2 separate regions of the Sus scrofa genome follow, and region 1 is linked to region 2. Evidence: chromatin contacts called from public Hi-C data. All regions are on one chromosome and are shown on one strand. Each heading gives the region's core, a stretch centred on a gene start, on an enhancer-like site or on the middle of the called end of the contact. The rest is flanking DNA. Distances are from core to core; before and after follow the strand shown.

The links. A called contact is a pair of places that touch in the nucleus more often than the background predicts.
Region 1: a contact with region 2 is called in a Hi-C map of skeletal muscle, with 3 times the contacts expected there. The contact joins two enhancer-like sites. A contact is called at or near these places in 2 of 47 Hi-C or Micro-C datasets (heart right ventricle and skeletal muscle).

The regions. Positions count from the first base shown.
Region 1 is chr3:108,918,375-108,924,144 of Sscrofa11.1, forward strand. No RefSeq gene overlaps it. Among named protein-coding and RNA genes, the nearest start is that of LCLAT1, 110 kb to the left of the region's middle. Within about 2 kb of position 3,922, at least 29 of the 83 cell types and tissues checked have an H3K27ac peak or open chromatin away from gene starts, as enhancers often do. A contact at or near this core is called in skeletal muscle, where this site is marked.
Region 2 is chr3:108,758,601-108,763,758 of Sscrofa11.1, forward strand. All of the region lies in intron 4 of LCLAT1 (lysocardiolipin acyltransferase 1), which reads right to left. Among named protein-coding and RNA genes, the nearest start is that of LCLAT1, 52 kb to the right of the region's middle. Within about 2 kb of position 3,756, at least 2 of the 83 cell types and tissues checked have an H3K27ac peak or open chromatin away from gene starts, as enhancers often do. A contact at or near this core is called in skeletal muscle, where this site is marked.

The sequences.
Region 1 (5,770 bases), core at 2,672-5,171, 160 kb after region 2:
AAGACACATGCACCTGTATGTTCATTGTAGGACTATTCACAATAGCCAAGACATGGAAATAAACTAAATAGCCATCAACAGATGAATGGATTAAGAAATGTGGTATATATATACACAATGGAATACTACTTAGCCATAAAAAAGAAAAATAATGCCATTTGCAGCAACATGGATGGAACTAGAGACTCCCATACTAAGTGAAATAAGTCATAAAGAGAAAGACAAATACCATATGATATCACTTATATCTGGAATCTAATATGTGGCACAAATGAACCTTTTCACAGAAAAGAAACTCATGGACTTGGAAGATAGACTTGTGGTTGCCAAGGGGAAGGCAGTGGGATGGACTGGGAATCTGGGGTTAATAGATGCACACTATTGCATCTGGAGTGGATAAGTAATAGATCCTGCTGTATAGCACTGGGAACTATATCTAGTCATTTATGATGGAGAATAGTGGGAAAAAAGAATGTATATATATCTATATATATGTATGTATGTGACTAGGTCACTTTGTTGTACAGTACAAAATTGGTTGAACACTGTAAACCAACTATAATAGAAAAAAATCATTATAAAAAATAAAATAAAAAAAAATAAATCAGTGAAGGACTGGAACAGTCATTTCATCCAAGGAGATAAACAAATGGCCAGTAAGCACCTGGCGAGGTGTTCAACTTCATTAGTCATCAGAAAAAATGCAATTCAAAACCACAATAAGATACCACTTCACACCCACTGAGATGGCTGTAATAAAGAACAAAAACGGGGAGTTCCCATCGTGGCACTGTGGTTAACGAATCCAACTAGGAACCATGAGGTTGTGAGTTTGATCCCTGGTCTGCTCAGTGGGCTAAGGATCCGGCGTTGCTGTGAGCTGTGGTGTGGGTCGCAGATGTGGCTCGGATCCTGCATGGCTGTGGCTATGGTATAGGCTGGCGGCTCCAGCTCCGATCAGACCCCTAGCCTGGGAATCTCCATATGCCGGGGGGGAACAGCTCAAGAAAAGGCAAAAAGACGAAAAAAAAAAAAAAAAAAAAAGAACAAAAATGAAAATGAAACAACAGTAAAAAGATAGAAAATTATTTTAAAAATTATAAGTATTGACAAGGATGTGAAGGAATTATTGCAGTTGTATCTCATAGATTGCTGGTGGGATTGCAAAATGGCTCAGTTGCTTTAGAAAAGCTGTTCCTCAAAGTTTGAAACATAGAGTTGCCATATGATCCACCAATTCTTCTCATAGGAAACATATGTCTACAGGAAAACATGTAAACTAATATTCAAGGCAGCATTATTCATAGTGGTTAAAAGCAGCAACAACCCAAATGTTCACCAACTGATGACTTGATAAGCAAAATGTCCTGATACACGCTGTGACACGGATGAACCTGGAAAATATTGTTTTGAAAGAAGCCAGATACAAAAGACCACATACTGTAGAATTCCATTTATATGAAATGTCCAGAATAGGCAAATCCATGAAGATGAGATTGATTATTGTTGTACCCCAGGGCTGGGGCAGCAGACAATAGGAAGTGACGATTTAATTGCCACAGAGTTTCTTCGGAAGATGATAAAGCGTTAGGAATTAGTGGTGGTAGTTTCACAATGTTGTGAATATACTAAAAACCACTGAAATATACAGGTTAAATGATGAAAGAAGTGATTTTTATGCTATGTATTTTTTTTTTTTTCTTTTTTGGGCCACGTCTTCAGCATATGGAAGCTCCCAGGCTAGGGGATTAATCAGAGCTGCAGCTGCCAGCCACAGCCACAGCCACAGCAAAGCCGGATCAGAGCCATCACAGCTTGCAGCAGCCCCACATCCTTAACCCAATGGGCAGGGCCAGGGATCTAACCAGCATCCTCAAGGATACTAGTCAGGTTCATAACCTGCTGAGCCATAACGGGAACTCCTATGTTACATAAATTTTGTCAAAAAAAAAAATTAGAAAGAATGATGAGAGTCCCTTACACATCACTGCTCTGGATTTAAGCTGGTGTTTGGGACTCCACGGTGATGGTAAGGACATGATTTGGGAATGGGTGGCAAAAAATCTGAATAAAACCCAGGCTCTGTCCTCAAGATGCTCACACCCAGTTGGAGGACACAGACACATACTTCACTAATGAGAACACAAATCAGAAGATAATAAGCATCACAGTGGAGAGAGATGATTCTGCTGGAGTACAAAGGAAGATGTGATTTTTTTTCCTGCCTGAGGAATATTGCAAAGCTTTGCAGAAGAGGAGATATTTCAGCTGGGTTTTTAAGGATCAGTAGGAGGCGTTCCCATCCTGGCTCAGTGAAAATGAATCTGACTAGCATCCATGAGGTGGCAGGTTCCATCCCTGGCCTCGCTCAGTGGGTTAAGGATCTGGCATTGCCATGAGCTGTGGTGTAGGTCGAAGACATGGCTCAGATCCTGCATTGCTGTGACTGTGGCATAGGAGGAAGGTGTAGCTCCGATTTGAACCCTAGCCTGGGAACTTCCATATGCCATGGGTGTGGAACTAAAAAGACAACAACAACAACAACAATAATAATAATAAAATCAGTAGGAGTCTGACAAGCAGAGAAGGTGGTACATTCCAGGCAGAGGGACCAGCTGAATAAAGGCCTGGAGTTGTATAAAGCATTCAAAGATGTACCAGATGGTATGATTTGAGCTATGATTTTTCCCTTCTAGTGTTCTGCCACTGCTTTTTATTAAACATCACAACCATGGCCTTTGATCCTAGGTTCTTGCTTTGCAGAATATGAGCCTTCAAACGAAAATGTGGATCTTGAGCCTGGGTGGAGTTTAGCAGGGTCCCCCAGGTTCCTTGCTCCGTCCACATCCCCACCCCTACCCCCTGTGGTTGTCTGAGCACCTGGAGTCTATTTGGCAGCTGCTCTGCTCCTGCCCTCTGTCCCTCCAATCCAAGAGCCCCTCCTGGGTGCAATGAATGGCTCCATCCTGCTGGACGGATGGGCCCTTGTTCCCTCTTGAAAACGTCCTTGCTCGACTGGTGGCTTCTTCACCCCAGCGCTGCCCTCCCTCTGGTGCACCCAGAGGACGATGCCAGGGAGGAAACAAGAGACCCATCCTATTCCCTCAGGAAGAGTCAGCCCATCTGGCTCCTTCAGCGGCTGCTTTGTTTGGCTTCTATTTGGATTGTGAACCCATTGTTTTGTGTGGAAGTGGGAAAACCAGGACTCGAAACAAGTACTCTTATAGGAGGAGTTTGGTGCTTAATGAATTATTCAGTGAGCAGGGCTAAACCCAAAGCGTTCTGGAAAGAAAGAAAATTTCGGCATGGATCCCTGAGACCCCCACTGCTGCCCAGATGAACAGTTAACCGAATGGTCCTCCCTGCTATTTGCTCCCTGATTCACTAAGCATAAGCCTGGTTTATTGTGTTTACAATTGCGCATCTTCAGAGCATAACTGATTCATTGCAATAAGAGTGCACTGGACAGTAGAGGCGTCTCTGAACAGGCTTTTCCCTAAAGCCGGAATAATCCCTGCACCAAAGATCCAGTCTGATGAACTAGTCAGTGTTCCCAAACCTCTTATGCTTGGGGGAGATCAGGACACGGAGACATCTGGTCTCGGGCAGCTTTGCCCAGGATAGAATATTGTTCTCCCCAGGGAGGATCTTGTTAGCAAATGAGGCTGGCGTGCCTGTCTGAGACGGAGGCTCCTCTCTGTGAGCCCTGGGTAGGGAGTCGGGGACTGGACCGGGGAGCCCTGGAACTAGGCTCCCTCCAAAACCCTGATAAAAAGAAACCTGGATTTAACCCTGACTTCTCCTTGAACCAGCTGATTAATTTTTTTTTTTTCTATCAACTTCAATTCCCTTGTCTCCAGCTCTCAGAGGCATGAATGCTCTGACTGTGCAGACAAGAAGCAGATGGGCGGTGGAAGGGTCAGTCTGTACGGGTAGGGGCGAGGAGAGGGGAGGGGAAGCAGGCCTGAATGTCATTACTTGAAGGGGTCAGGGGGGTCAGTGACAGTGGCAAGGAACAGATTTTTCCAGCCGCTTTCAGGCTGAGATTTGCACTGCATAATCTGAATGCTTTTATCTGTTTCTGAAAATAGACAGGAATTTTTTCCACAGGCTGCTCCAATCTGGCTGGGGAGACGTGAGGGAGGATGGCCGGGAGACAGTTGTATGTGGTCCAGTGAGTACGTTGTGTGACCCCTACCCCGCCACGGCCCCCCAAACAGCCCTTCTCCATATTGGTTCCCTGAGTCACGTTATCTTAATGTCCCTTGAAGTAGGGAGTCATAAATGCTGAGAATACTTTCCATTCCCAATTTTGCAAAGCTTCTGCTATATGGAACCATCACGTCTCACTATTCTTTAAATACATAGCATGAATGGCGTTTGGGAGGTCAGAAGTCCCTCTTCAGAGGGAATGGTCCCTTGAATCTTTACAGCATGATGTACATGGGAAACATAAACGAGACAGAAAGAAGAAAATGGTTTGATCAGAAATGATCGTTTACAATTGTTAGCAATGCCACAAATCATCTTCTCCACCTTGGTCCTGCATTGAGACTACAAAGAAGCATCACGCATTATCTACAAAGATCTTCTGGAAAGTTAACTCTGGATTAAATCAGACTTCATCTCGCAGCAGCTGGTCCCTCTCATCTCAGATCAAAAAGATTTTGAACTTTCTAAGTGAACTGCTGTCAAGCAAACAGCAGGGGAATCTCTAATATTATTTACATAGCATTTTCTTTTTCCAATTATGTATTGGTTTCTCCTCGTTACAAGCCTGTCTTATAAACAGGGAGACCAAGACACAGAAAAAGGCAACAATGTTTAGGGTCATGGAGAGAGTCAGAGGAGGAACTGGGAAGAAAACAAGAGCCTTTGAACCCACAGGTCACCGTATCTAGATACCTGCTCTATTTACTCCCACAATCCTTTGCAACTGCACTCACCCACCTGCTGAGACTGAACAGTTATCTGTGGTCAGCAGGCAGTGAGGCATGCCAATTTCATTGGTTTTTCAACCTGGAGAGTTTCTTGGGCCCAGAGAAAAGGAGTGCCACTCTTTGAGCCTAGAACTTATTTGCAAGCTTCCTCTAAGCCTTATTAAGCTTCGTAAACCTTATTGGGAATAGAAGCAAGAGGAGAGGGCCAGACTGTTCTGGAATACTGCCAATATCCTGTGTCTCTGGGACTCCTTTGCTGTCCTTATGACCAGGGAACCCTGTGGCCAACTCAGGTGTGTGAGGCAGAAAGAGGGCGAGCAGATACATAAATTCTTATGGTCACTACTGCAGTCTGAGGTCTCTTCTCTCAAAGGCTCTACCTAGCAACAGCAATTTGTGAGTCAGTTTCTTTCTTTTTTTTTTTTAAATGGAAGTTCCCAGGCTAGGGGTTGAATCAGAAGCGTAGCTGCCGGCCACAGCCACAGCAATGCAGGATCCCAGCTGCATCTGCGAGCTGCACCAGAGCTCACAGCAACACTGGATCCTTAATCCACTGAGCGAGGCCAGGGATCAAACCGACATCCTCACGGATACTAGTCAGATTCATTTGCGCTAAGCCACGAAGGGAACTCCGTGAGTCAATTTCTTAATGATGCAGTTCTTACAGCTCCATCTCCTTCTGAGCTGGGTCAAGTGGGCTGTTTCCTCTGTCAGCCCTGCAGAAACCCCACGCCTGGCACTGCAGTATCATGAAGCTTGCTGCAGCCATGGGAAGGTGGTTCCAGCCTGCTGCATGTATAACACTGCATGTCTCCCTGGTTTTGTTAGCC
Region 2 (5,158 bases), core at 2,506-5,005:
TTATTCATCACCATAAACAGATAAAAGCTTTTTGTTCTTTGTAAAATGGCCTCAGAAGAGACTCAACTGCTATGCTACAAAGATATCTGCAAATTTGGGGAAATATAAAAGATCTCAGAAATTATTCTAGTAAATGTCAAAGACCTACTTCCCAATTACACCTTTTTTTTTTTTTTAAACATAAGAGAAAGGTCTCATCCTATTTCATAAATAGTTTCCAGCAATAAGTCATGTGAAAAGGTCAGAGTATATGGCACTTAATGCACCCAATATTCCAATAGTTTGTCTGCCTTTCTTCCTGGCCTCCTAGAACATGCCGTTTGTTAGGAAGTCATCAAAATGCAATCCTGGGGGAGGCTCACCGATTAAGATAAATGCAATGTGATGGTTCCTGCTGGCCGTCTTTACTTCCCAGCTATATACAGCCACTACAGGCAAGAAGAGGCTAAGTTATCAGTAGGTAGTTGTGTACTAAGCAAAAAATCCCAGACATTCAAATGGTCTAACAACAGCATTGGAGACTGTTTATGATCAGTATACTTCTCCTGCTTCCTAGGAAACCACCAGCTTTCTCAGAATAATAGAGAACTACTATAGACCAAAGTGAGGAAGCCAAACAGAGGACTATATATGTAATCTGGGTGTTAAGTTAGTGATCTCTATCCCTGAGTATAGACTGAAGAGTTCTGATCAGGTGTGCTGATCCAAATTATCTAGTGGGAATTTACTTATTTTTTTAGTGGTTAACCCTATATCCCCTATATTAGTGGAAAGCTAGTATCCTTCATTTCTTCCTATTTAGAATTTAGGCATATGAGCTAAAAATGGATTGAAAGATGGATTATTTTACTTTGAATTCTAAAACACCCAAACTTAAATATATCTATATGTTTTAGTCTTTACACATGAGCTGTTTGCTTGAGTGACTAGATCTAAAAATGGAAAAAAATAAAAAACATGACTATTTGTGGGCAGGAATTAAGTTTTTCAACAATAATGGCTCCGCACAACCTTCTTAAATATTGTCTGTTACTCCACAACACAGGTCTTCAACTCAGTCACATTGGTTTTGCATAGCTGACTCCTCAACTTCACTCTGGCCCAAAGTCTGTGCCCTTCCTTGTTCTCTTCCTTTCTTGCCCTTAGCCATCCTTATTTTTCTACTTATCCAAATCACATATAGTCTCTAAGGTTCAAGGGGAATTCAGTTCTTGAAGACACCTTAACTAAGTATTTCAATACTACATGATCTCTCTTGACTGAAGACATCCCTAACTGTGGAACGTAATTCAGGATAATATTTTATACTGTATACCAGGAAACCTAGCATGTAATTACACTCTCATCCTAATTTTTAGATTTTTCCATGTGTACTATTCTTATCTATCTATAAATACTGTAAACTTCTTGACGGCAAGGTCACATTGGAGTGGAGTGTCTGATTTCAAGTTGTCTCAAATATGCACACTTGTGCCACTTAAAGGTGAAGGTAATTATTGCATGGTTACAACCCAGTAATTGGCTTACAAAACAGGTAACAAAACCAAATAATGATTGCCCCAAATCATTATTTGTTTAAAATCAAAAAAGAATAAAGCTACTAGTGTTAAAAAATAATATAGCAGCAGAGATTATAATAAATATAACTAAATTTTGGCACATTAAGTTAAAACTTTAAAATTACATGATAAATTTATTAATGCTGTGTAACTAAAAAACAAAGAATTTTCTCATGTAAAAGCATCTTTAAGTTAGCAACTTCTTTTTGGGAGTTTATCTAGTACTAAAAAAAGTTACATAATCTGGAGTTCCAGTCGTGGTGCAGTGGTTAACGAATCCAACTAGGAACCATGAGATTGCAGGTTTAATCCCTGGCCTTGCTCAGTGGGTTAACGATCCAGCGTTGCCGTGAGCTGTGGTGCAGGTGGCAGACACGGCTCGGATCCCGCGTTGCTGTGGCTCTGGCGTAGGCCGGTGGCTACAGCTCCGATTGGACCCCTAGCCTGGGAATCTCCATATGCCGCAGGAGCGACCCAAGAAATGGCAAAAAGACAAAAAAAAAAAAAAAAAAAAATTACATAATCACATAGTGAAATGTCCTGTGATTTGAGATACATATCAAATAAATGATCCATGACAGATATTGATCAGTATAATATATAATGCTCTGGGAAGATAATGGTAGGACACTATGCTTATTTTTTAAACAAAAAAAAATATTCAACTCGGAGTTCCTTTCATGGCTCAGCGGTTAACGAACCCAACTAAGATCCATGAAGATGCAGGATTGATCCCTGGCCTCACTCAGTGGGTTAAGAATCCAGCTTTGCCTGAGCTGTGGTGTAGATTGCAGACATGGCTCGAACCCTGCATTGCTGTGGCTCTGGTGTAGACCGGCGGCTACAGCTCCAATTGGACTCCTACCCTGGGAACCTCCATATGCCAGGGGTACGGCCCTAAAAAGACAAAAAGTCCCCCCTCCGCAAAAATTCAACCTAACCAATACTGATTCTCTATTATGTGCAGGACATTCCATATCCTTAAGAAGGTTACACTCTAGTAAGAGAATAAAAGCTGGTATAAAAATGATAGAAATCAAAGTGCTTAGGGTATCTTTTTGCAATTATTATTACTATAAGAACAACACATCTGTATGATGTTATATAATGGATGTTATATTTCAGGTTAAGAGTGTGTTTTCTAAACATGCTTAATCTCAGTGAAGTATATTCTAAACAGAAGCACAGAAACTACTTTCCTTGTTTTGTATTTTCTCTTATGCAGTGCTTCCTGTTAAGACTTACCCTTAACTTCTTAATGTCTTGAACTTCTTTATCATCTGCCTGAACTTGTGCTATTAAATTATCAGCAATAACAAACTCAGTTACATGCCTGAGTAAGCCGAAAAGATGTTACCTAAACATAACTGGTTTTAATATGTAGTCTCCAACTGGAATATTAATTGTCATTTGTTTTAACAATTAATATTGAAGCTTCTTTTTCACTTACCTGATTAGTAAAAGCAGAGATCAGAAAAGATCAGAAAGTTGTGCTGGGCCTTTCTGAGTCCTAGGTTCCTTTTCTAAAAGGATATTCTGACTAGACAGTCTAAGATCCTCTTCACCTCTGATTCTTGAAACTTAATCTCTTTCTATTTGCTTAACACCTCTCCTCACCCCCACCCAGGCTGTGCCTACTCTCCCTGTCATCTTAGGCTGCATCATAAACACTTCTCTTGCGACTCCAATCTCTCCATGATCTGGCCATTTAGCCTCTTTTTGCTTTTTTAAAATTTTCCTTGAAGAAAACCATCCAGCTCACTCTTATTACAAAGGTGCTTTAACTAAATGTCACATTATAAATATAGGAGACATCAAGTTACAGTAGAAAGAATGCAAGCTATTCAGTCACACAAACCACGTTCCAATAATTTTGAGCTTCTTCACCTCAATTTCTGTTTCAGTTTTGCCCTACAAGTTAAATACTGGCAACTACCAGTATGGTGGTTGTGAGGGTTAACTAACCTTATGCATATAGGATATAATGCCTAGTACTCAGTAAATGCTCAATAAATGTTGGCTGCAGTTACTGTTATAATTACCATCATTATACTTCTTGTTTCCATTATTACAGTGTATAGGCCCCATTCTACTTTTCAAACTGATGTAAATGGAATCATCTAACTGTTTTTTTTAGCTGAAGCACTAGGTCATCTGTGTTTCTTTTTTTACTGATACAGAAAGGGAGGGCAAATCAGTTGGCAGTTCTGGTAGGAAAAATTGTATACTGTGGTTGTTGACTAGTGCTCTGAGTGATGACTAAGTAATGCATGTTCCCCAAAGTTATAAATCAGTCTGCTACTAAAATATTTTCCAGATTTCAGAACAGAGAGCTCTAAAGATATATCCTTATCCTCTATAAAATAATCTTAACTATCCTGCCTACAATTTAAAAAGATCTTCATTAGCAAAAGATATTTTCCAAAAACCTATTCCATGATGTCAGAAATACTTTAAAGGCAATCCTTAAATACTATAAAATACCAGGTTGTTGGGAAATAAACATTGCTGCATGAGAAGGGTGAATCTACACTGGCCCTGGTTTAGAATGTGGTACCATGTTAAAAACAAACCAACCAATCAGCAGCAGCATCACTGCTTTAATGTCTTGGTGCCCCCCTGTCCCATTCCATAGGCATAAAGAATTGTGTTCTCCATGAGCTTTTATGGGTAGATGGACATTTGCTATTCATATACAATATGAGCATCAAGCCCACGATTCCATTTCATATTAGTTATAAACACAGAATTCCAAAAGCAAGCCAACTAACAGGAACAACATTTTCAGTTAACTATACCAATGTGATTTGGGACTGGCTATACATTTCTTTTAAATGATGAGTACTCAGTTGTAAAGATGCTTCATTTTAGCAGGGTTCACTAGGAGAGGCTATATTTCATATCTTAGACTACATTAAACCCTAAAGGAGCAACAGTGATGTCAATTAGGGAAAGAAGAACTTTATATCTTTCCTTACATAATGTTTCAAGACCTTTCATGTTGGGCACAAGCAGTTTTATGACACTGTAGCAATTACCAGATGAAAGTGATAATTTGTTCATTTACTTATTTTTGTCTTTTGTCTTTTTAGGGCCCAACCTGAGGCATATGGAGGTTCCCAGGCTAGGGGTCCAACTGGAGCTGTAGCTGCCAGCCTACACCACAGCCAAAGCAACACGGGATCTGAATGGCATCTGTGACCTACACCACAGCTCACAGCAACGCCGGATCCTTAACCCATTGAGTGAGGCCAGGAATCAAACCCGCAACCTCATGGTTCCTAGTCAGATTTGTTTCCACTGTGCAACAATGGGAACTCTGAAAGTGATAATTTGTCACAGCCATCACCTTTACACAATATGGCTTGTCAGAAATCAGAATGGAAAGCAGAAACACGCAAACAAGATTGTTCTTCTGCTAGGTGACCCTGTACTTTGAATTGTTCTTGTAAAATTAATAACACTTGGACATGTTTCTGGATAATTCCTTTTTCATATATACTCATCTCTTATTTATTTGTATATACACATGTATGAATATATAAATATACAAGTGTATAACAAAAAGTACGATTGGGGTTTTTTTTTTCATAAAAATA